Linked DNA regions of Mus musculus: regions 1, 2, 3, 4, 6 and 7 are each linked to region 5. Evidence: chromatin contacts called from public Hi-C and promoter capture Hi-C data. All regions are on one chromosome and are shown on one strand. The core of a region is the stretch at or near the end of the contact, and the rest is flanking DNA. Distances in the headings are between cores, read along the strand shown.

Region 1 (3,160 bases), core at 106-2,605, 1.9 Mb before region 5:
CTCCTGCCCACCCCCCAATCCCCACTCCACACAATGACTTCCCCGGCCTCTATCCTTGGGGCCAATGTACTCACCAGAGAGCAGCGTCCCAATAAACCTGCTCTAATATTCTAATCTGGCTTGAATTGGCTCATTTCACCAGTGGAGAAATAACATATCAAATAAAGCCTCACCCATTCCTTAACAGAGTTCTATTATTTATTTAAGGGGGGGGGGGCGCACATGACTGCAAGTGCCTAGAGACTCTGGTCTCCCCATTCCCAGATAGCTGGAATTACAGGCTGTTACACGCCACTAACATGGGTGCTGGGAACTAAAATCTGATCCTCTAGAAATGACATGTGGTCTCTTAATCACTAATCCATCTCTCCAGTCCCAAGTTTCAGTTTTTCATGAGCCATCCCTTGAGTGCCAAACTCCCTATTTTTCCCTTGTTAATACTTTATTGTTGGGATGAAGGGAAGGGGTAAGGGATGGTTTGTGGTCTGCAAACAGATAAATATGCATGGCCTGAGCATTTAACACTTTCTCAAAATGGATGCATGAGGTTTGGGGGAGAGAGAGAGAGGGGAGAGGAGAAAGGGAGAGTGCAAGAGAGGGATGGAGGGAAGAAGGGAGGGAGAGAGAGAGAGAAACAGAAAGAACTAATGAAATGCATCGGTTTCCACGAAAGCAACTAAATTCTAATAGTTGATAGTGAGAGAGACTGTGGAGGAAATGAGAACGGACAGAAGCTCCTCACCCTGGGACTTTCCTGCTCCATCAAATTCCACCCACTGCTCACAATGAAGCGGGATGGCCAGGTTCCTGGAGCGATGGGGCGCGAAGACAGATTCCAACGGCCGAAATCCTTCTTTCTGGAAGGCAAAAATTTTGTACGATTACCTTAAAGGCGTTCGAGGCAGCAAGGGCTACATTCGAAGGCACGGGGAGCTCAAATATCGTTCCGATGAAATGGCCCCCGGCCGGGACCTGAGAAGTGCAGGGCCCTAGCCTCTGAGAAGCAACGGGGCGAGACTCGCGGCCTGGGAACCAGCGGAGTCGCCATGGAGGCCACACCCAGGCCTCACTCCCCACCTCCGCCACCGCCCATCCCCTTACCTAGCCTCACCAGAACCCGCCCAGCCGGCCTGCTACTACCGAGAAAAAGAGAAGGGGGCCGCACGAAGCCACACCGGAAGAGACGGAGGCGAGCTGCGGTTCACTTCCGTTTACCGTGTCCGAGTCCTTCCGGAATTGAAATTTCGGTTCCCCGGAATTGGATGCCGATTGATTCTGAAGCGGAGGTTAAAAGCCCAGTCAAAGAATGAAATTGAAGTTTGAACAAGATTTCTGAGCGAGAACGGCCTTCTCGATTGGCCAATCCCAGTGCAAAGTTAAACACACACCGGGAAGTACGGGGTCTCAGGAGGCTCACAAACCTTTCCTTCCCTACCTCCTCTTGGTTCCTGTACTTCCTGGGCAGATGCACTGCCAGGTCTGTGAACCAGCCTATAGCTTCCATTTAACCACTTCAGTCTTTACTCTCTGGATACCATGCTAAATTCTAATCGTTGGTAGTGAAACGAGCTAGAAAGATGGGGAAAATGAAGAGGACATGAAAAAAGAAAGCCTCACACCCTGAGACTTTCTGATGAAAAATTTAAAATGTGAACACAACTGATACAGCCAAAAATTGCATATACAGAGGGAAAAAATGTGTGTTTTCATAAAGATATCTCAAATAAGATGTTAAAAGCAAATATCAGTGCATGGCAGCACACCCCTGCAATCACAGCACGCAGAGGCAGAGACAGGCAATCTTCTTGATTCGAGGACTGCTAGATCCACAAAATAAGTTTCAAGCCAGCCAGGACTGCAAAGTGAAAACTCATCTCAAAACAAAATGAAAATAGTAAGGCGACAAATTCTACTTACTTAGGGCCAAAATGTCAATAGTCTTGAATTTTACTATATTAGCATTCCTCTCAACCCTAAATCTGAACAATGTACTTCACAAAACCATCTTACAATTTCATTTACAAACATATTCATTAAGAGTAAACAGTAAGAGTAAAAATTAAGTTAATATATTGTACTTAATTTTAAATGTTATTTAAATTTTAAGCTATGCTTAATCTTTAAACCTTATAAATTATATCCTTTGAGAAATATAACTTAGAAAGTCACAAGATTTTATATGTGTGTGTGTGTGTGTGTGTGTGTGTGTATGCATTGAAGATATACTTAAATGGGATGCCCTATAGAAGCCCACACCAGTATCTTGTGATTGTGTACTATCTCTTTCCTATAAAACTTTGTGTCCTCTACTGATCTAGCACTAAGGAGGCAGAAGCCAGCGAATATCTGTGATTTTGAGGCTAGCCAACTCTACAAAGTGAATTCTAGGACAGCCAGGGGCTGGTATATAGAGATACCCTGTGGAAGAAGAGAAGAAAGAGGAGGAGACCAACAACAAAAACAAAGGGGTGTGTGTGTGTGTGTGTGTGTGTGTGTGTGTGTGTCTGTGTGTGTGTGTGCATGAGCCCTGGCCCTCTAGAAGAGCTTTATACCTTCATATTATGTTTGCTCCAGGAATGAAAGTGGCCATGCAGTATTCCTTTCCTCTGTGTGTGTGTGCATGTGTGTGTGTGTGTGTGTTCTGTGACTTAGCCTGTCTGTCACCACCTTTAATTGTTGGCAGACAGATATCCTGAGATTGGTTTTGAATGTCTTGGTGAGTTGTGACAATGAGCTAGCCTTGGATGCTAGCCCTGAGTATCTGAAATAAGACCTGGGGCCCTTGCAGGATTTGCTCACTGATGCCCACGATGGAACATCTGTAAGTCACAGTTGAACTCTGTGCCATTCTTAGTCTAGAGGTGGCCCACCCAGCAGCTTACTTCAGTTGGAAATATGCAAATGCATTTGGCCTTTTTTTTACTAGGGATTTTGCAGGAAACCTTGCTAAATACTTTTTAGCTTTTATTGCATTTCTATGTTTTGTGTGTTCATGGACACATGTGCCTTGGTACACTATGGAGGTCAGAGAATAACTTACAGGCATCGATTCTCTCCTTTCACTACGTGGGTCTTGAGAATCAAACCCAGATCATTAAGCTTGGCAACATACTTACAAGTTTACAAGTCTTAGTTTTTATGTTCTCTCTCTCTCTCTCTC
Region 2 (3,527 bases), core at 148-2,647, 1.4 Mb before region 5:
AATGAAAGAGCCTGAAATTGGGGGGCTCGTTCGCATGCAAAGCATGGGGACATCTCCTGGCAGCACCCCTACCCTACCACTATAGGAAGCTGAAGCCGGGCGCGTCTCCTTGGCGACAGTAAGACCCGCCTGGCTCAGGCAGCACTCTCCAGCTCCTTATCAGGCCGAGGAATGCGTGGTATCCACACTCGCTTGCGCTGGGGCGGCGCCATCTCTCTCTCCTGAGACCCCGACACGCGCGCAGGATGTCCCTATCCTGCACAAAGCAACAGGGGGTGGCCACATTTCTGCACCCCACCAGAGGCCCCCCACATCCAGATTCCTGGGGCACTGGAGAGAGTAACTACAGCTACTTCATTCCCTCCCCCCCCCTCAGTGATGCTCCCATGTTGCCCCGCAGGGGACAGTAGGCTCTGCGGGTGTCGCCTCGGGCATCTAACAACAAGGATAGGGACGGGGGTGGGGAGGTGGAAATCCCCGGGTGAGTCAACCCATGCTCTAGAGGGGGGCGAGGTCCCAACGCCGTGTAGCCCGCGACAACGCGGACTCCACGCCACGCGTGCCTTCCTTCACTCCTACGCCCCATCCCTGAGCTAGGAAAAGGAGACACCTGGACTTTGCAGTTAATGTCCCTTTCCTTCGATACAAAGTGATTCTTCCGAAAGAGAGACTGAAAGAGAGGGGCAACTAACTGGAAACTGAGGCAAAAAACTAGTCTCACAGGCGGTGGGGCGACGGCCTTCGCCGGGGACCCCGCCCATGAACTCTGAAAGCTTTCCCCGCTCGCTCGTCCGTAGCACCTTTCATCCTAGCCGGAGACAGAGAAGAAGGGATGCTGCACCTCTCCCCAACAACCTCACTGCCCCAAACCCTGCTTCCTGAGAACCCCCATCCAGTCTTGCAAAGTCTCCAGCTCAAAGCGCTCGGATTCCGCCTTTCTCTTCAGCGCCAACTTCCTGCCCGAAGGAAGGCGGGGAGCTCAGTCTGGGGGTGCGCCACTGAGTAGGTGGCGAGCTGCCTGGAGTAGTGGGCAGGGGCGCATGGTAGATGATCTGTTCCCTCGGTGCAGCAGAGCCTGGAGCAGCGCGTGCAACGCCTGTACGAGCGCCTGACCCCGGACCGGGCCCCCCAGCTGGGATCTCAGGGTCTCCGTGAACCGCGGCCGCCCAGATCGGAACCTCCCCTCTGCCCCGCGCGCTCACCTGGCTAGGCCGGCCGGGGTCCCTGCCCTGGCCTGAGTGGCCTTGGCGTCTGCGCCCCGGGACAGCCAGTGGTTGGTTTTGGAGACTGTTGGCTGTGCTCGGTCTATGTCCCGGAGTTGGGGACCCAGGACAAGAGAGAGGCGGGCAGAGCCGCTGCCTCCGGCCCCAACTCCCTGCTCGCCCCGCCCTCCTCTCCTCCTCTTTCCGGCGGCGACTTGCAATGAATTCCAGATGTGGCCCGCCAGTTAGCCAGGGCGCGCACGGGGGAAGAGCAGGGCCCCTTTGTCCACACCCCCACACACACACTCCTGCCCTGCTCCTCCCAACCCCCACTCGTGAGAACTGCCGTGGCATGATGTCACGGCCGCGTGACGTCACAGCTCTCTTAACCCAGGTGACCTAGTACTGAAACAACTGTATTCCATTTGGCTTAGCGCCAGGCTAATGCTTGGGACCTGGAAATGGAGGAAATCACACTTACCTACTATGTGAGAACTCAGCAATTCAAGATTAAGCACCTACTATGTGTTTCTACAAGAAATAAATTCCTACACTGTATCATACCCAGCCCCCCAAACAGAAGACTTGGTAAGAACTCCCAGATCCAACTGGGCTTTGTGGCACATATGCCTGTCATTCCAGCATCTGCCACCTGGGAGGTGGGAAGATCAGGAGTTCAGGGTCCTCTTAGCAACCTTAAGCCACTGCCTGCTCAAGACCCTTTCTGAAAAACAACAGGCAGGGATGTGGAGGCAGGTGGTTGAGTGTTTGCCTAGCATGCATCCTCAACACTGCAAAAATATGGAATGGTGGCTTGGGCCTCTAATTCCAAACTTGTGAAGTAGAAGCAGGAGGTTTGTTTTAGAGTTCAAGGCCAATCTGGATCACATGATCCTGTTGGCTCCTTCCCTCCAAACAACTCAGGGTGAAAAAAAAATCCAAAATTAGAGTGAGTGACAGAAGGTCAGCTGTCCAGCTCCACTAGGCAGGGAGGGGAAAGGGCTTGTCTGGAAGCCTGACCTGAGGTCAGTCCCTGGAAGCAAAGTTGGCCTCTGACCTCCACAGGGCACACTGGCATTGCTGCACCTACATTCATTCACTGATACATGTACAATAATAATAAATGCATTTAAAAAAGAATAACAAAACCGGGCGTGGTGGTGCACGCCTTTAATCCCAGCACTCGGGAGGCAGAGGCAGGCGAATTTCTGAGTTCAAGGCCAGCCTGGTCTACAGAGTGAGTTCCAGGAGGCTGTGAGTTGTCAGTGGGTAAGGCCTTGCCTGGGACCCACAAGGTGGAAATTGAGAACCAATTCCTGCAAGTTGTCCTGTGACCTCCAAGGCCTGCTGCTGAGGCACATGCACACACCCACGTACATGTACACACCCACGTGCATGCACGCACATGGGTATAAAGTTAAAATTAATAAATTTTTAAAAGGCGCTAAAGAGGTGCCTCTAATGGTCAAGAGCACTTCCTGCTCTTGCAGAGAACAGAATGTCCCAGCACCCACAGACCTGACAACTTCTGAGTCCAGCCCCAGGGGATCTGACCCTTTCAGCCTCAAGGGCCCGTGTACACACATGCACATACCCACAATTACACATAATTAAAAACAAAAAAAAATAAACACACAAAAGTGTAAATTGCACACCCAAACATAAGCTCCCTAAGAGCGAACAGTGTTTCCCTTGCTGTGTTTAACATTGTGCCTTATGTCGGCATTGAGATGTTTATGGAGGCAGGCGGCTCAGTGTTAGTTACAGTACTTCCTCTCATGCACAGGGCCCTGTGTTCTGTCTCCAACACCCCAAAAATAAATAAGTAAGCGGGTCACTGTTTGCAAGCCTAGCATCCCTGCACTTCAGTGGGTGGAGGCAGGAGGATGGGGAGTCCAAAGCCCTCTTCTGTTCCATAGCAAGTTCTAGGTTTATGACTTGCTAGATAAATTAAGCCTTTCCGCAGGGTACCGGAAGTGGCAGAACAATGGATTAGAATCCCCTATTGAGGGGCTGAGGGTGTGGCTCAGGGGTAGAACACCTGCCTATGGTGCACAAAGGCCCGGATTCTGTCCCCAGCTTGGAAAATAAGACGAAATGAAATGAAATAAATAGGTACCACTCGTGCATGGGAGTGAAACAGAGTCCTTGCATTGGCCATCCAGCCACTCCATGCTTCAAACACTAAAGGCTGGAGGCAGTCAGTGCACAGCATGCTACTCCCTCTCCCCATGGATCTGAGAGCTGTGTAAATGTTTAAGTGGGGAGAGTCCACACTGGACAGGAAAAAGAAAGTACTCAGCTTCCTGGAAGAGGAACTGAGAG
Region 3 (3,120 bases), core at 539-3,038, 1.4 Mb before region 5:
ATGTATGTATTTTTTGGTAGTAAAAAGAAATCTGTTGAGGTGTCTCACAAAGGCTTCAGATTTTTATGCCTATACAATCAAAAAACAAGCATTCAAAAAACGAACCCAAACCATCATGATGGCACATGTCAGTAATCCCAGCACTGAGAAGACACAGGCAGAGAGAGAGAGAGAGAATCCCAGGCCAGTCTCCAATACAAGTGAAAGGGCTGAAGGTGTAGCTCAGTACAGAGCTTCAGGTCCAACCCTGGGGGCGAGCTGGGGGCAGGGGTGTTTGACAAGGGGAATTCAGCCGCTTCTCCCACTTTATCCCCCAAAGCTCAAATGGGAATCGGCCTGGCATCACCCCAGTAAACTAACCCCCGGGATAGCAAAAGCAGACTCAGAATCGGGTTGGGATGTGTCCAGCACTAGCAGGGCACCTATGACTAATGCTCAATGACGCGCGGGACAAGCTTTCAGGAATGAACGGATTGACGATGCCCTTCTGGAACAGGAAGCGGGATCCAGTGTTCCCGCCAATCCTTGCACACAGCCGTCCTCATGGAGGCGTGGAAGGTACTAGTGGAGGGCCCATTACCCAGGTCTTCCTTGATTGCTTGGGGAGGGGGGGGGGAGAGGGGGGATTCATATGCACTGAAATGGGGGACTTTACCTGCCATCCCTCACTCCTCGAAATAAACACTGGACAATGTAAAAAGCTTCCTCGATGGCGCCAGGACCGAAAGAACTGGTTTACAGGGGCTAAAATAATAGGGCGGGGGCCGAGACATCTCACTACCATTCATCTTTCCTTCCCCCTGATAAACACTTTGAATGGAGTTAAAGGTTTCCTCGATTGCTCTGGGATCTCGGGACAGAGTTATGTCACTGCCAAAGTGGAGGGCCCATTCTGCAGCACCAGCTCTTTCCAGGCAGAGTCTCTTTGATAGCTCCAGGATCGCAGGAGCTCCTTTACGTTAGGATGAAAACAAAACAAAATCCCACGAGGGCTTCAAGCTGCCCAGGCCCGGCCCGGCAGGATGAGAGAGAAAAGGTCCTAGGACTTGACAGCGGGGCTGGGAAGGAGGGCCCTTCTGAACCAGGGCCAGGGGAACCGGCGGAGGGACCCTCGGGTGGGCGCGGCGGGATCTGCAGGGCACCGGAAGTGGAGGCTGGAGCGGAGTGGGGGCTTCAGGGTGTCCACAGGCCGGGAGAGGGGCACTTCCTGCACACCCAGGAGCCTGGCTGACCAAAGAGGGGAACCCCTGAGGGTGTCCCCAAGCTTGTTCTATTTCAGAGGGCTGATCCCCTTGCTCCCTCAAGCTCCCAGTCAATGGGCTTGCCAGCACCCCGGCCCCCACCCATTTTGGCGCCAACAGCTAAGGGCACGCGCGACAGGAAGCACAGCCCGCGCCAAACGCTGCCCCGCGCATGCGCGCCCTGGCTGTCAGCGGCCGCAGGGCCACCCGGAGATACCCCCAATATATGCCTCGGCATCGGTCCCGCCCCTCACCCCCACCCTGCGTGGCACCTACCGCCTGCGGACATGGTCCGGGAGCGAGCCTGCCGGGGAGGCAAGCGCAGGCACTCGGGCTGGAGCTGTTCGCGCTGGCATCTTGCAGGTTGCAGACGACAGAACAGCTCTGAACGAGACCCCGGCTTTTTCGCGCGCGCGGAAACCAATTGGGAGGGGGCGGCGCAAGCGGAAGCAGCATGTACCACACAGGGCAAGAGAGTGGGGGAAGACCATGCTATGCCCGAAGGGAGTGCGCATGCGCGCAACGGAGGCACCCACACCTCCTGGCTATAGTGGGCTCGTCCGTGCTGCGACTGGCGCCACCCACCTCCCCCTTGCCTGAAGAGGTGGCTCGGCACTTGAGAGCAGGTAGTGCTGCTCTTGCAGAGGATGACTCTGGTTTGCTTGCCAGCACCCGCATCCAGCCGCTCCAAGCCCCTGTAATTCCACTTCCAGGGGGTCCTACAGCCTCTTCTGGCCTCTATGGGCATTGCACTCACATGCACAAACACAACTTTAAAAAAAAAAAAATCTTTTGAGTCTGGCAGAGGCTGTGGCATGCATGCATTTGATTCCAGCACTCAGAATGCAAAAGCCAGAGGATCTCTGTGTATTGAGCCTGGTCTAAAAACAAAATCTTCTTGAAAAAGGAAAAAGGTAGGCGGTGGTGGCGCATGCCTGCAGTCCCTTACACTAAGGAGGCAGAGGCAGGCAGATCTCAGTTTGAGGTCAGCCAAGTCTATACAGTGGAGTTCTAGGACAGCCAGAGCCACACAGAGAAAGCCAGTCTCAAAACAAAACAAACAAAAGTGGGCTTGTCTGCGCAGTGGCTAGCTTCCTCCCTGGAGAGCACCCACCCACATCCAGCCACTCGAAGCCCTGTAACTCCACTTCCAGGGGAAGGCCGCTGTGGACACTGCTCTTAAATGCACCAACAATTTTTTAACCCAAGATAGGCTTGACTTTACTATCTATACAATAGATAATATGGTTGATCTTAAAGTTCAGACCTCCTGCCTCTCTCTGGTCTTGAGTGATGGATTTATGGGTATGCCCCACTGTAACTACCATCTTCACTGGAAGATGAAATGTGTGGTTCTGTAGTGTCTAACTATATGTCCATGATCCATATTTCTGGAACTTACATCTTCAGAAGGAGAAACTATAGGCATAACTCTATCCCCCTCCCCTTCTGCTCATCTTTTGTTACCATTTTGGTAAGAAATACATGAACCCTTAAACAAAAGGCCTCCCGTCTAACCCCATCTTCACCCCCTTGTCCTCTAAAACGACCATGAGCACACCATCTGGACTCTTCCTCAGTGGCTTCATCTATCAGAGCTGAAATCACCTCCTTAAAAAGATAATTCAGAAGTGAACTGGACCAATATACCAATGAAGTAGTATAGTGGTAAGGCCAGGAACCACTTCTGCCATCTGGGTTTAATAAAAAAAAAAAAAGCAGATCGCAGAGAAATGATATTTTCTATTTACCTTCCACATGGTATGGAAGGATTTAGAATATACAGTTCAACAGCAGAATATTAACCTCACAGCAGAAGCCTTGGGAGTCATCCCTAGCACCAGATGAATAAAAGAATGACCGAGGACCAGAAAGACAG
Region 4 (3,223 bases), core at 689-3,188, 1.5 Mb before region 5:
ATAGGAAGCTAGGAAGCCAGATGGCTCAGTGGTTAAGAGCACTGACTGTCCTTCCAGAGGTCCTGAGTTCAATTCCCAACGTCTACATGGTGGCTCACAACCATCTGTAATGGGATCTGATGCCCTCCTCTGGTATGTCTGAAGACAGTTACAATGTACTCATATACATAAAATAATTCTTTAAAAAAAAATAGGAAGCCAGATGGGGTGGGAAGGCAAAATAGGAGGTGCAGAGGGAGATCCTAAAAGGGACATAAGATGCTAAGCCTTGGGGTGAATGCTCTTCCCTTCACTGAAGGACTTTTGGGAAGAGCCCAAGGTTCTGCAATTGAGATGGGGGTGGGGGGTGGGGTTAAAGGGAGAGAGGAAGGTTTGAAAGATTCAGAGTGCTTGCCTTCCAGAGGAAGTTTCCACACTTCTGCCCATCTGCAGACAGGATTTTGGGGAGCAAAGATGGCCCTCAGGATCTGACAGACAACTGCGTGAGCCCCAAGTGTCAGGGACCACTGTGCCCAGGATCAGGACTGCATCTTTATTCACAGAAGGCAGGGTGCCAGGATACTTAGTTGGGGGTATGTTAAGGGCCTCAGAATAGAGGAATGGCTGTTAAGATACAACAGATGGGACTAGCAGAAGAATGAGCGAGAGAGAAGTGGGGGCAGGAACAAAGGAAGGAAATAGATGCAAGGAAGAAAGAGAAAATGAAGGAGTCAAACTAAAGATGAATGAAAAACATAAGGGAATCCAATACTGGTAAGCTGACGTCACTGGCCGATAAAATTGCCTGGAGAGCTAGCTCAGGGTTAAGAGCACTAGCTGCTCTTACAGAGGACCCAGGTTCAATCCCTAGCACCCACATGGCAACTCACAACCATCTGTAACTCCAGCTCCTTTTTCAGAAGTGACACACAAACATCTGTGCATGCAAAATACCCATGAGCATAACACAATTATATTTTAAAACATTTTAGAGGTCTGGCAAGATGACTTAGTTGAGTAGAGACACCTACCACCAAGTCTGAGGATCTGAACTCCATCTCCAGGCCTCATATGGCAAAAGGAAAGAACCAACTCTTTTTTTAAAGAGTTATTTATTATATGTAAGTACACTGTAACTGTCTTCAGAAACACCGGAAGAGGGCGTCAGAACTCATTATGGTTGGGAGCCACCTTGGGGTTGCTGGGATTTGAGCTCAGGGCTTTCGGAAGAGCAGTCAGTGCTCTTAACCGTTGAACCATCTCTTCAGCCTGAGAACCAACTCTTAAAAATGACCCTCTGATCTCCTCATATGCACCACCACAGATTGGCCTAGTCGGCCATCACTGGAAAGAGAGGCCCATTGGACACGCAAACTGTATATGCCCCAGTACAGGGGAACGCCAGGGCCAAAAAAAAAAAAAAAATGGGAATGGGTGGGTAGGGAAGTGGGGGGGAGGGTATGGGGGACTTTTGGGATAGCATTGGAAATGTAACTGAGGAAAATATGTAATAAAAAATATTTAAAAATAAATAAATAAATACAATCTATTTGGAGAGGGGGTGGACATGGTGGTACAAGTCTTTAGTTCCTGTCCTTGGAAGATACGGGCCCACGGATCTGTGTGAGTTTAGTCAGCCAGGAAGGGTGGCACATGCCTCTAATCCCAGCGCTCAGTGTACGCACGCGGATCTCTGTTAGTTGCAGGCCAGCGTGGGCTGCGTGAGATCCTGTTTCAGAATAAAAAACTGAAAGGCCAAACAAAGGGGGCAGTACGCTTGCCGAAACGTTCAGGATAGGGACTCGAACCCTCAAATAATTGTGAGGCCCCTCTCTTTTGTGCAAAAAGGACCACGGCATCTTTATAAAGACCCCTGGAAAGGATTCTCGGTCCTTTAAGCCGTCCGGAGCCAAGGACCGTTGGATGACGTCACTGGCCGGCACGCAGGAAGTGGGAAGAGTTACGAGCCGCGTGGCACCGGAAGTTGGCCACGTAAAGTCCGTCCTCTTTGCGTCTCCTGCACGGAAGTGAGCGGTGTGCGCCGGAAGCGAATACAGAGGCTGCCTCGTGGGGAAGCAGGCAGCATGGGGCAGTCCGGGCGGGTGAGGCGCGGCGGCCTGGGCGGGCATGGGGCACTGGTGGGGTCGCGGCCGAAGCTTGGGCGCTCACCGCCTGCCTGTCGTCCCCGCAGTCCCGACATCAGAAGCGCAATCGCGCCCAGGCGCAGCTCCGCAACCTCGAGTCCTACGCTGCACAGCCGCACTCGTTCGTGTTCACGCGAGGCCGAGCGGGTCGCAATGTCCGGCAGCTCAGCCTGGATGTGCGGCGGGTCATGGAACCTCTCACCGCTACCCGCCTGCAGGTCTGTATCCCTCAGCCCTTCAGCTCCAGGTTCGGGGCTCGGCATCTTGGCGAGGACTTGGGGCCAGAAGCTGAGCGCCTGCCTTCCATGTGGGAGGGCTTGGCTGAATCCCCAGCACCTCTGACCCAGGCTTAATGGTGTGCAGGCGAAATCGGGAATAGAATCGAGGGGGAAGATCACCATAGAGACCATCTGTGGTTACATAGTGAGGTCTTGTGTAAAAAACGGAAAGTCATACTTTGGGGGCAATCGCTAGGTGACTCAGTGGGAAAGGGGGCTTGCTGTTAAACTGTAGTTCAATTCCTGTGCCCCACGTAGTGGAGGGGGTGAAACAGCTCCTGAAGTCCTCTGACCTCCATCTTTGCGTCCCTCCCAACAGGCTTGTAAAAAATACTTTTTAAAGAGTATTTTTGAGTGCTGGGGCAATAGTTTAGGGGTACAGGTAAAACCCCAATACCTCCAGAAAGGAGTGTGTGGTCAGAAATACCATCTCAGAATAATCGTTTAAACGTCTTCTCTCAATGTTTGTGTCCGTTTCTTTTTTTTTTTTTTAAAGATTTATTTATTTATTATATGTAAGTACACTGTAGCTGTCTTCAGACACTCCAGAAGAGGGTCTCAGGTCTCATTACAGATGGTTGTGAGCCACCATGTGGTTGCTGGGATTTGAACTCTGGACCTTCGGAAGAACAGTCGGGTGCTCTTACCCACTGAGCCATCTCACCAGCCCCTTGTGTCCGTTTCTTTCTCCATTTATCAGGTTCGAAAGAAGAACTCCCTGAAGGACTGTGTGGCAGTGGCTGGCCCCCTGGGGGTCACACACTTCCTTATTTTGACCAAAACAGATAACAGTGTATACTTGGTGAGTGCGCGCCACACCGT
Region 5 (3,397 bases), core at 652-3,151:
CACACACACATATAAACCTTGTCTTGGAAAATGATTATATATATTAGTTGCATTTGGAATAACAGGCTGGCTTGAACTCAAGAGATCCTCAGGCCTCTGCCCGCTGAGCGCTAGGATCAAAGGTATGCGCCACAAAGCCTGGCTCATATAAATAAAAATTTAAAGATTCAATGTAAGTGACAAATATTTGGTGAATAATTGTCCCTATTCGCTATAGCTGCTACAAAATATGTCGTGGCTGCTTCTATTATTATTAAAATGAATTTTTTTCAAATTCATTTATTTGTCTGTATAGGGATACCATACACAAGTATGTCTGGGTACCACATATGTATCTGGGGTCCCTGGAGGCCAGAAGAAGACATTAGCTTCCCCGAGACTGGAGTTACAGGCTTTTATGAGACTCAAATGGGTGCTGGGAATTGAACCTAGGTTCTCTGGAAGAGAAGCCAGTGCTCTTGGCAGCTGAGCCATCTCTCCAGTCCTCTATTAGAAATTCTAACGTTATCAAAATGTTGTTTTCCTCAAGATAACTGAGAACTTCAAACGGAGCACAGGGTGTGTGGGGCAGCATAACTGTCAAGTTGAAATCTTTAATTGTTGAAATCCTTAACTAGTATCTTGGGCTTAGCTTATGGAATTGTTAACTACACTACCCAAAATAAATTATTACTATCCTCTACGACATTTTTCAATGTAGTACAGAAACACTGTATGCCCACTTTACAAAACTCACAAGTCTTGAAATTTAAAGAACAGCTTGAAGCAAAAGAAAAAGAGGAACTGTCCTGCAATAAAAGAATGGGCCAACAGCAACACGCAATCCTGAATGTCGGTGTACAGCTGCAACGTGAAGCTAAAACTAGGCATAAATAATAAGATTAACAACGGAATCTAGACCTTATTTCCAAGGAAGAGATGAGGAAAGCATTGTTGAAATGATACGCTACATAAACACTGAGGTGTACCAACCCTACAGCATACACTTATAATTTTGTTTTGTACACGCTGAGGTAACTATAAGCCCTGTTTCCTTTCAACCAGTATCAACCCTGTGCATGAGACTTTCTTTCTAAAGTTAGTAGAGCCGTGACTTATGAAGGACGCCAGGCTAAAGCACCTGCTCATTTAGACTTCGGTGGTTTCATCACAGGATTCTTAAGCGCTCAAGCTCCTCTGGGCCTGTGAAGTCCTTTATCACTTCCATCAGATTCCAAGCACACAGTACGAGTCACTGGGCCGACTCCACCCTGCCAACTATTCCAGCTTTAGGGCAGGGCTTGTCCCACTAGGCCCCTGAGCGGCACTCTCCCGGGTCACAGCAAGACGGATGAAGGATGGAGGGAAGCGTGCTTTAAGTCCCGGGAGCCGGGGGGGCAGGCTCAAGCCAGAGCGCCCAGGCGCTCACACCCCGAGCCAGCACTTGGGGGAGTGGAGGAAGGCTAAACGACTACAGAGCTCGGGGTTTGCATGGGGTTTTTGAGGCCCTGCCTTCCCCAGAGCCAGGGACGGAGCAGCGAAGCCGGGGCGGCTGCGACCCCGCGGCTTCCGTCCGGCTGCACGCTCGCTGTGCGCACGCGCCACGCTGGCCGCAGGCTGACAGCGCGGGCGGGGGTCCCGGAGTCGGCAGGGGTCATGGTTCACAGCGCCCGCAGAGTCTCTCACCTCGGTAAACGGGTCCATCGCCCCAGGCCTCACCAGTGGACGGCTAGACGGTGGGTCCGACGGTTCAAACTCAGGAAGAGGAAAGAAGTGAGTGCAGGCTCGGCGCAGCTCCTGGAGGAGGACTGCAGTCGAGGCGGCGGGCGCTCTCACACCCAGTCGGCTCTGCCCTCCGCACCCACGGAGTCGGTAGGCTACCACGGCCGTTCAAAATTTGAATTTCAGCGCCCCGGACGACACGCATGCGCGCGGGGTGGGCGGGGCCGGGCGGGCCGCTTGCCCCCGCCCCTGAGCTAGGTCACGTGATGCGGCCAAGTTGGGACTGGTCCGGAGCTGCGAGCACTGCTCTCTCTCCTCCGCTTGGGTGGAGACGGTTCTGCCGTTGAACTGCCTAGGGAGAGGGCCCTGCCATCCCGCACGCACCCACGCACGCCGTAGCGGGTCCCTTCCTGACTCTGTCAGCTCCCGCCGCCCTGCCTTCTTCCTCCGTGGGCCTTACGAACCCGGTCCGGCCCTCTGGCCTTTGGGCCTGATCCTGCCACCAGAAGTGGGACTAGACAGCCAGCTTGACCTCCTGAGAGACCACTCTGGCGGGTCCCCACACTCTCAGCCAGTGACTAGTTCTTTGTTTGGTGGGGAAAAGAGATGACAGTAACAGACCCTTCGGTTTTAAATCCCAGTCAACTACCCAAAGCCAGCAGTGAGAACACTTTGAGAGAAGGGACAATCGGAAAGTCCATATTTAATAAAAGTTCCCGTTTAACAGGCAGAAAGCAGGACAAACTATTGCACGAGTAACTTTTAATCTGACTTTCCTTTTCCTCTTCCTGGGAGGGTCTTTTGGAGACCCTCACAGTGTCTTACCATTTGACATTCTGCTAGGCTTTCCAAGAATGTGTCTAAAAAGATGGGTTGCCAAACCTCTGGTAGTAGAACTGTTTGCCTTTATACGTCAAAAGGTCGACAAAGCACCAAAATCTCTGTGCCTAGGTTGGTGCTGTGAGAGCTAAAGTCCTTACGAGATTGTGTAAAACAGATGTATGGTAGCAAGGTTTATGGTTGAGTCTCTGTGTCCTAAATGAGTCCATAACAGGATCAACTGTGCTTATTGAACAGAAAAACTGAAAGTGTTGAAGGGTCAAGTCCAGAATCAAAGCTAAATAAAAATAGGAAGCTTGGGGCCAGCGACAGAGCACATGCTAGCTATGAGGGCGCTTGCTACCAAGTCTTGGGACCTGAATTCTAGACCCAGAACCAGTTCCAGCAAATTGTCCTCTGACCTGCACACACACACACAGGAAATAAATTAATGATGTTTTTCTAAGTAATAAAGAATTTAAAAATGTATAGATTGTAATAAACTGAATTTGGGGCATGGAATAAGAACTTCTTTAAGAGCAACTTCTAAGAATTCAGATCCTTGGGACCACAGTATAACAAGAATAATAAATTTCCTTGGTGCCTTGGAGCTGTGAAATGATAGAAAATGGAAGGAGCTTTGTTTAAGTGTGTGGTGTGTGGGGTTGTTAGAATTTGCTACCTATAAACCAAAGGGAACGGATGCCTGAATTTTTTTTCAAGCACTGAACAGGAAAAGGGGTGTGGGTACTTGGGGTGTGGCTGTGTAGGTCAGTCTTGGGAATGAGTCATTGGAAATTTATGTAGCCGTTGTGCCTTCGGGCTGTTGCCTCTGTAATCCTTGGTTTCATTGTAAACAATTTGATTCTAGCTAGCA
Region 6 (3,315 bases), core at 46-2,545, 1.9 Mb before region 5:
ACAGTGTGGTCACATATATAAAATAAATAAATCTAAAAAAAGAAAGAAAGAAAAGAAAAGAAATCATGTTCCTATTGCTCCAACTCCTGAGATCACTGCTATGTGCTACCATGTTGCCCTTTATTTTCAGTTTACATCTTAGCAAACAAGTCACCATACAATATATCTTGCTGGGGAAAGAGTAGACACGGACTGCTGCAAGAGGTGACTGCAGCATAACAGATACTGGACCATCAAATATGCTAGTACGTCTAAGTTTTTTTTAAAAAGAGAAATGGGGGGGGGGGGATTGTTGGGGAGAGAACACTAATTTATCAATCTTCTTAATAGTTAATTCTATGATTTTTAATAATCTAGCTTTCCACATTTCTTCTGTGAGCTCCAAGCAGTTTAGTGATGAACAGATCTAAGAACGAAGAGAAAAGTATGTGTATCACGCACAAGGCCCTGAATGGACCACTAGCACAGAGAGATAAAGGGATGAGGAAACAAACACAGGCCTAGGAACTTTGGAGGTGGAAAAAAGCTCACTATTATTGTTTGTTAGGTTTTTGCTTGTTTGTTTTTTAATAAATACAGTATTTCACCACGTAGCACTGGTTGGCCTGGAACTCATTTTGTACACCAGACTAGCCAAGAACTCACAGAAATCCTTTTGCCACCTGTGTGCCGTGAGTAAAGGCTTGCCCGCTAGGTTTTTATGAATGGGCTGGAGGTCTACCAATGTTTATATTCTCTCAAGAAAGACGTACATTCGAAGTAACTAAGAAATTTGTCTCTGTATCTGAAACTAATGGTCAAAATAAAACACGCACTCACTAAATAAAGTACAATCTAACAATATGAATTAAGTTCTCACCCCGACATTCGTCTCTAATATTTTTTTAAAAGGGAATACGGCTTTTTCCAAAAGCGACCTTTCACTGAGTGCTCACCAGAGGCGCTGAAATCGCAAGGTGTATGGCGCTGATCACTCCAACTACTCCGGCAAAATTTCATTTCTGAGGAGAAAAATAAAAGAGCCTTTCGCACAGAATTTGCTTGGGCGGCTTTTGAAGAGCAGCATCGTAGCCGCAGCCATCGCCAGGCCCGCCCTCTGGGCACTTCCCCAGCCTGGCGACTGACAGCCAGAGAGGACTCAGGCTTGGCCGCGCCCGGAGGCGCCGTGGCAAGCGGAGCAGAGCTCTGCACTCTCGTTCTCTATCTCCCCCTCCGCCTCCAGGTAGTCCTTGTACCGCAGAACTCACGAATGCCAGGCAACTCCGCAACTCTTCAGTGCAGATAAGAGCCGGAAGAGACGGGCGCGGGCATGACGTCACTTCCGCTCGCGCTCGGTCTGCTGCAGAGCCAGGCCCGGGAGTCTACCTCGGTTGAATTCCTGTCAGATTTCTAGTTTCTCCGCAGTGTCAGGGCGGAGGGGCTGTAAGGGCTTCACCGCGGGAGCTGGAGGCCGACGCTGGTCTCCAGGACAAGACAGAATTAGAATCCAGGCTGTGAGCCGGGCAACGGTGGTGCCAGGACCAGTAAGTCCTTTAACCACAGGGTTTCTTGTGGGTACCCAGCGTCCGCTCAGGAAATTTTTTTGCCTGCCATCGCTGCATTCTTAGAACCCTTGCTTTCTAGTGCACCCTAGTCCAGTAGGAAACAGAAGGCAGTCTCGCTTCCGTAATCATCTAGACCTCTCAAGATGTTGAAATTGTATTTCGTAGGCTGCGACCATAAAGGGTGCTTCAACAGATTTACCCTACCTAAGCCCATTCCACCAGCCTCAGGAGCCCAATGGAAATAACTGGGTTTCTGACTGAGAATCCTGAAGTAGTTACTGGGTGGGTCTTGAACTCGTCTTAACCGCGTATCTGCATCTTTCCCAGCAACTGTTTTCCCAAGTCCCCGGTTCTATTGAATGCCCTAAGCAAACAGTAAGCTCAAATCCGGGTTTTTGTCATCTCAAGTCACAGGAAAAATGCCCAGTCACTCAGATTCGACACTCCTGGTTACTGATGGTCCCTAATAACATGAATGAAGAGCCAGTTTAACCACGCAACAGTTGAGAGGCTGAAAACTGTAATGTTACTAGGCTGAATTCTGCTGACATCTGTTGGTCAATGCGAGTCAAAGAGAAATGAAGCTATAATCACTTTCTGACGAAAGTAAAAGCATTTATGGCCCTGATCTATTACAGGATGCAAGATCAGTTTGTCAAGAGACCCATTTACCCTCTCTGCCATGAACTTGCTCAACCAGGGGCTTGCGTTGCTTCAGAAACAATATGCCAGTATGACTTCTCAGTGAAAAGGCAGACTTTCTTACTGCACACTTAGAGCTCAAGGAAAAGCTCTTTACTAAAGCACATGGCCAAATATGAGTTGACCTCAAATGTAATTATATATACCTTAGAGTTAGGCATTTTACACACACTCATCCTTAAAACCTCTAGGTCCCAGCCCCTGATTAGACTTTGAACAATTTAAGAGACAGGAGACTACAAGTCTAGCCACTTGGTCAGATGGGTTATTTACACAAAAATATTGCCAAGATTATTTAAGTACACCAGTGTTGTTCTTTTCAAATAGATCTGACCCAGGGTCATGTTGCCCAGCTGGCAAAAAAAAAAAAAAATTTTTTTTAAAGAAAGGAACTGGGGTGTGGGCTGGAGAGATGGTTCAGCGGTTAAGAGCACTAACTGCTTGTCTTAGTGTCAGGGTTTCTATTCCTGCACAAACATCATGACCAAGAAGCAAGTTGGGGAGGGAAGGGTTTCAGCTTACAATTCCACACTGGACTGGAACTCAAGCAGGTCAGGAAGCAGGAGCTGATGCAGAGGCCATGGAGGGATGTTTCTTACTGGCTTGCTTCCACTGGCTTGCTCAGCTTGCTTTCTTATAGAACCCAAGACTATCAGCCCAGAGATGGCACCACCCACAAGGGGCCTTTCCCCCTTGATCACTAATTGAGAAAATGCCTTACAAGTGGATCTCATGGAGGCATTTCCCCAACTGAAGCTCCTTTCTCTGTGATAACTCCAGCCTGTGTCAAGTTGACACAAAACTAGCCAGTACACTGCTCTTCCGAAGGTCTTGAGTTCAAATTCCAGCAACCACACGGTTGCTCACAACAATCCGTAATGAGATCTGACGCCCTCTTCTGGGGTGTCTGAAGACAGCTACAGTGTACTTACATATAATAAATAAATCTTAAACAAAAAAACTGAGAACATTATGGCACACCAGGACTCAACATCCATTGTGAAAGTGATCTGTGCCCTTGAGCTGCATGTTAGAGATATGTTCTTTGGGGACTGGACTAATGGTTGTT
Region 7 (3,288 bases), core at 580-3,079, 1.8 Mb before region 5:
AGGGAGGGAAGGAAAGACGGAGGGAGGGAAGGAGAGAGAGAGAGAGAGAGAGGAGCACCCCCAAACTTATTCTATGAAACCAGTATCACTCTAATATCAAAACCAGATAAAGACAACAACAAAAAGACTCAGCTACAGAACATAGATCCCAAAAATGCTCTTTAAAATTCTATTGCAAATAGAATACAAACATACATTTAAAAGATTACGAAAGGATCTAGAGAGATTGCTCAACAACTATGAGCATTTGCTGCTCTTGTAGCGGACCCAGGTTCAATTCCCAGCACATGCTGATTCACAGCCATCTGTAAGTCCAGTTCCAGGGTATCTGATGCCCTCTCTGACCTCCATGTCCACAAAGCATACACGTGGTGCACAGACATATATGCCGGCAAAACACATATAAAATAAAATGAATAAATCTAATAAAAACTCTAAAAAACATTTTTAAAAAGAGTATACATCTGAGTAAATTGGCTTTATCCCTGAAATGCAGGGATGATCTAAAAAACACGTCAATAAAGGTAATAAGTCACATAAATGGACTAACAGACAAAAACCACATGATCATCTCAATAGCTGCAAAAGACGCCTTTGACAAAGGCCTTTGAAAAAACAGTCTTGAGTACCCTTGGAGCCATTTCTTGCCCTGTGTGTGACCTAACATCTTTGTGACTATTAGGTCTATAATACAGCAGTAGTCTCTGCTAAACAAAAGGCTACAATTGCATCTGATGCCTATAGCAGAGATTTTCTTTTTCTGCAACAGACCTACTTGAGTTTCTACCAACACATCTGGAGTGTTGTGCTTATAGTGTGGTATCCACCAGAAAAGACTGCTCAGACATGAGTTTAAGCCAGTAAAAAGTCTTTATTAGCCAGGTCTTTATTACACTGGATGTTCCGGATCCCAGTGCAGCACTGAGCCTTTCTCAGGGTGAGCTTTTAAACACAAAAACCATATCCTGGCGACATGTTTCAGTTAACGAGAACATATAGCCAGAAGGAGAACTACAGAAGCCAAACAGCAAGGTTTGTACATTTAAAGACTTTCCCAGAACTACAGACTTAGATGGATTAGGTCTTTGTTTTCATTTTGGCTAGTGGTTCTGTCTACATGCTGAGTTTTGTGGCTGAGTTTTCTACCATGAAGTCAATTGTGTTAAGGTCTGGGAACATGTCATATGCTTTAGTATTTTCTTTGTTACTGCAATAACCTCATGAAACAGCATATTTGCATATGGAACTTGAAGTGCTAATCTGTATTCCTGCGCCAAAGTCACTTATTTTGGCTCGAGAATATTCTCTCTCTCTCTCTCTCTCTCTCTCTCTCTCTCTCTCTCTCTCTCAGTCTCTCTCTCTCTCTCTCTCTGTGTGTGTGTGTGTGTGTGTGTGTGTGTGTGTGTGTGTGTGTGTGTGTGTGAGACATAGTCTCAATTTTCAGACTAGCCTTGAACGCAGAAATCTGCCTGCCTCTGCCTCCTGAATGCTGGGACTAAAGGCACAGCGGCACCAAGCCTAGGCTAAGACTAAAACAAGAATGGGGAGGGAGGAAGAGGGGAGGAAAGGAGGGAAGAATGGGAGAGAGGGAGGAAGGGAAGAATGGGAGGGAAGAAGGAAAGAAAAGAGATGGGGATTAGATTAGATAAGAATTAGATCAGGCTTGGTGGGCGACTGTGTGCTGCCATGTGGGTACTGGGAATCCAGCCTGGGTCCTTCTCCAGCTCCTAGAATTTTATCTCTATCCAAGGTGGCTGGGACCCAAATCTCCCGGGCTTCACGCCAGGACGGAAGCGGAAGTGACGCCTGCAAAGGCCCGACTCTTTTCTAGTGATGGCTGCGTCCTGTAGTTCTCAGTGTCTTCACCTCCGGTTCATCTTTACGTCTAGGAAGTCGCCGAGGCAAGGATGGGGGGTGACGGCGGCCGTGGAGGGTCAGTTTAAGGCGTGGCTGTGTGTGCAGCTCGCCGAGGGGCGGTCCCCGTAGGCCCGAAGCCTAGGACGGGCGGGTCTCACGGGCACCCCGCCTCCCTCTGGCGAATGCTCTCCAAGCTTCCATCTGCTCGCTCGCCCTCTGCAGAAGCCGCCTTCCAGATTCCTCTTCCAGCACAGAAGCCCGCCACGGGCCATCTCTCTGCAGCCGCCGCCTCCACTGCACAGCCCAGCGATTGTGGAGCTCGGGTGAGCGCCCCAGGCTGTGATTTGTTCCTTGCAGAGTGTGGCTTTGTCTTTGGCATCGTCTGATTAATTCTGCCACATGACATTCGGGTAGAAAAAGTATTCGTAGGTATCTAGGACTAAACATTTCTATTTGGAGGTCAATCTTTATTATTTGGCTTTTCCAGAACTCGCTAGGTAGACCAGGCTGACCTAAACTCCTGGAGATCCGCCTGCCTCTGCTGGCATTAAAGGCTTTTGCCACCGCCTGCTAAATGTTTATTTCCTTAATCTTAACCTTTTTTCATTTTCCATGCCTTTCCTTCCTCACTCTCTCCATTTCCTTTCTCTTTCTTCACCTCTCCTCCTCTTGACTTTACTGCTAGTAGAACTGCTCATTCAGTGAGCTACTAACCCTTGCCCTGAACATTTTATACATAAAGTACAGATACTGTGTGATTATGGCTTTCTACTGGTGAGAATGGGAGTACCCTGTTCTCTTTATTTGAAGTTTCCAGGCCTGTACATCCCTATAGAGTTTAAAAAAAAAAAAAAAAAAAAAAAAAAGAAAAGAAAAAGAAAAAAGAAAGAAAGAAAAAGAAAAAAAAGTGGGAATTACCCTGGCTCAGCTCAGAGATCAGTTCCCATGGGTTGGTCTTACTTTCCACCATCTGGGCGCTGGAGATCAGGCTCTCTGGCTTGGCCTTTACTCGCTGGTTCATCTCCATGGCCTCTGTTTTTTGTTTGTTTGTTTTTTGTTTTTGTTTTTTTAGAGACAGTGTTTCTCTGTATAGCCCTGGCTGTCCTGGAACTCACTTTGTAGACCAGGCTGGCCTCAAACTCAGAAATCTGCCTGCCTCCGCCTCCGCCTCCGCCTCCGCCTCCGCCTCCGCCTCCGCCTCCGCCTCCGCCTCCGCCTCCGCCTCCGCCTCCCAAGTGCTGGGATTAAAAGCGTGCGTCACCACGCCCGGCTCCATGGCCTCTGTTTGTTCTCTGAAGTAGGGTCTCAGGTAGCCCAGGCTATCATACACCTTGCTATGTAATTGAGGCTGACTCTGAACTCCTAATTCCCCAGCCTTTACCTCCCAGGAGTTGGAATTTCTGGTGTCTAGCATCATGCCTGGTTCTATAG

What was found. Promoter capture Hi-C pulls out the DNA fragments that hold promoters and counts their contacts. A called contact is a pair of places that touch in the nucleus more often than the background predicts. Capture Hi-C pulls out chosen DNA fragments and counts their contacts.
Region 1: a contact with region 5 is called in a promoter capture Hi-C map of liver, with 3 times the contacts expected there. The contact joins the promoter of Zfp26 here to the promoter of Anln in region 5. A contact is called at or near these places in 2 of 39 promoter capture datasets (liver and pre-B cells).
Region 2: a contact with region 5 is called in a promoter capture Hi-C map of embryonic stem cells. The contact joins the promoter of S1pr2 here to the promoter of Anln in region 5. A contact is called at or near these places in 2 of 39 promoter capture datasets (embryonic stem cells and liver).
Region 3: a contact with region 5 is called in a promoter capture Hi-C map of pre-B cells, with 6 times the contacts expected there. The contact joins the promoter of Dnmt1 here to the promoter of Anln in region 5.
Region 4: a Hi-C map of B cells shows a contact between it and region 5, with 8 read pairs. The contact joins the promoter of Ppan here to the promoter of Anln in region 5. A contact is called at or near these places in 3 of 39 promoter capture datasets (erythroid cells, maxillary cranial neural crest and pre-B cells), 1 of 484 Hi-C or Micro-C datasets (B cells) and 1 of 9 other capture datasets (liver).
Region 6: a promoter capture Hi-C map of liver shows a contact between it and region 5, with 2.8 times the contacts expected there. The contact joins the promoter of Zfp426 here to the promoter of Anln in region 5. A contact is called at or near these places in 2 of 39 promoter capture datasets (erythroid cells and liver) and 1 of 9 other capture datasets (liver).
Region 7: a promoter capture Hi-C map of liver shows a contact between it and region 5, with 4 times the contacts expected there. The contact joins the promoter of Zfp846 here to the promoter of Anln in region 5. A contact is called at or near these places in 2 of 39 promoter capture datasets (both in liver).

What each region holds. Positions count from the first base shown.
Region 1 is chr9:20,458,805-20,461,964 of GRCm38.p6, forward strand. Zfp26 (zinc finger protein 26) reads right to left here and starts at 1,356. Exons shown (of 10, transcript NM_011753.3): 1 at 1,141-1,356; 2 at 743-857.
Region 2 is chr9:20,975,396-20,978,922 of GRCm38.p6, forward strand. S1pr2 (sphingosine-1-phosphate receptor 2) reads right to left here and starts at 1,398. Exons shown (of 2, transcript NM_010333.4): 1 at 1,203-1,398.
Region 3 is chr9:20,951,191-20,954,310 of GRCm38.p6, forward strand. Dnmt1 (DNA methyltransferase (cytosine-5) 1) reads right to left here and starts at 1,789. Exons shown (of 39, transcript NM_001199431.1): 1 at 1,518-1,789. The coding sequence starts at 1,597.
Region 4 is chr9:20,886,237-20,889,459 of GRCm38.p6, forward strand. Ppan (peter pan homolog) reads left to right here and starts at 1,939. Exons shown (of 11, transcript NM_145610.2): 1 at 1,939-2,081; 2 at 2,171-2,341; 3 at 3,102-3,203. The coding sequence starts at 2,064.
Region 5 is chr9:22,387,305-22,390,701 of GRCm38.p6, forward strand. It overlaps Anln (anillin, actin binding protein), which reads right to left and starts at 1,902. Exons shown (of 24, transcript NM_028390.3): 1 at 1,666-1,902. The coding sequence starts at 1,683. It also overlaps a transcript of 9530077C05Rik not described here.
Region 6 is chr9:20,491,451-20,494,765 of GRCm38.p6, forward strand. It overlaps Zfp426 (zinc finger protein 426), which reads right to left and starts at 1,296. Exons shown (of 9, transcript NM_001110309.1): 1 at 1,248-1,296; 2 at 936-1,001.
Region 7 is chr9:20,579,499-20,582,786 of GRCm38.p6, forward strand. Zfp846 (zinc finger protein 846) reads left to right here and starts at 1,830. Exons shown (of 6, transcript NM_172919.2): 1 at 1,830-2,180. It overlaps Gm51704 (a long non-coding RNA gene), which reads right to left. Exons shown (of 2, transcript XR_003948290.1): 2 at 852-3,288.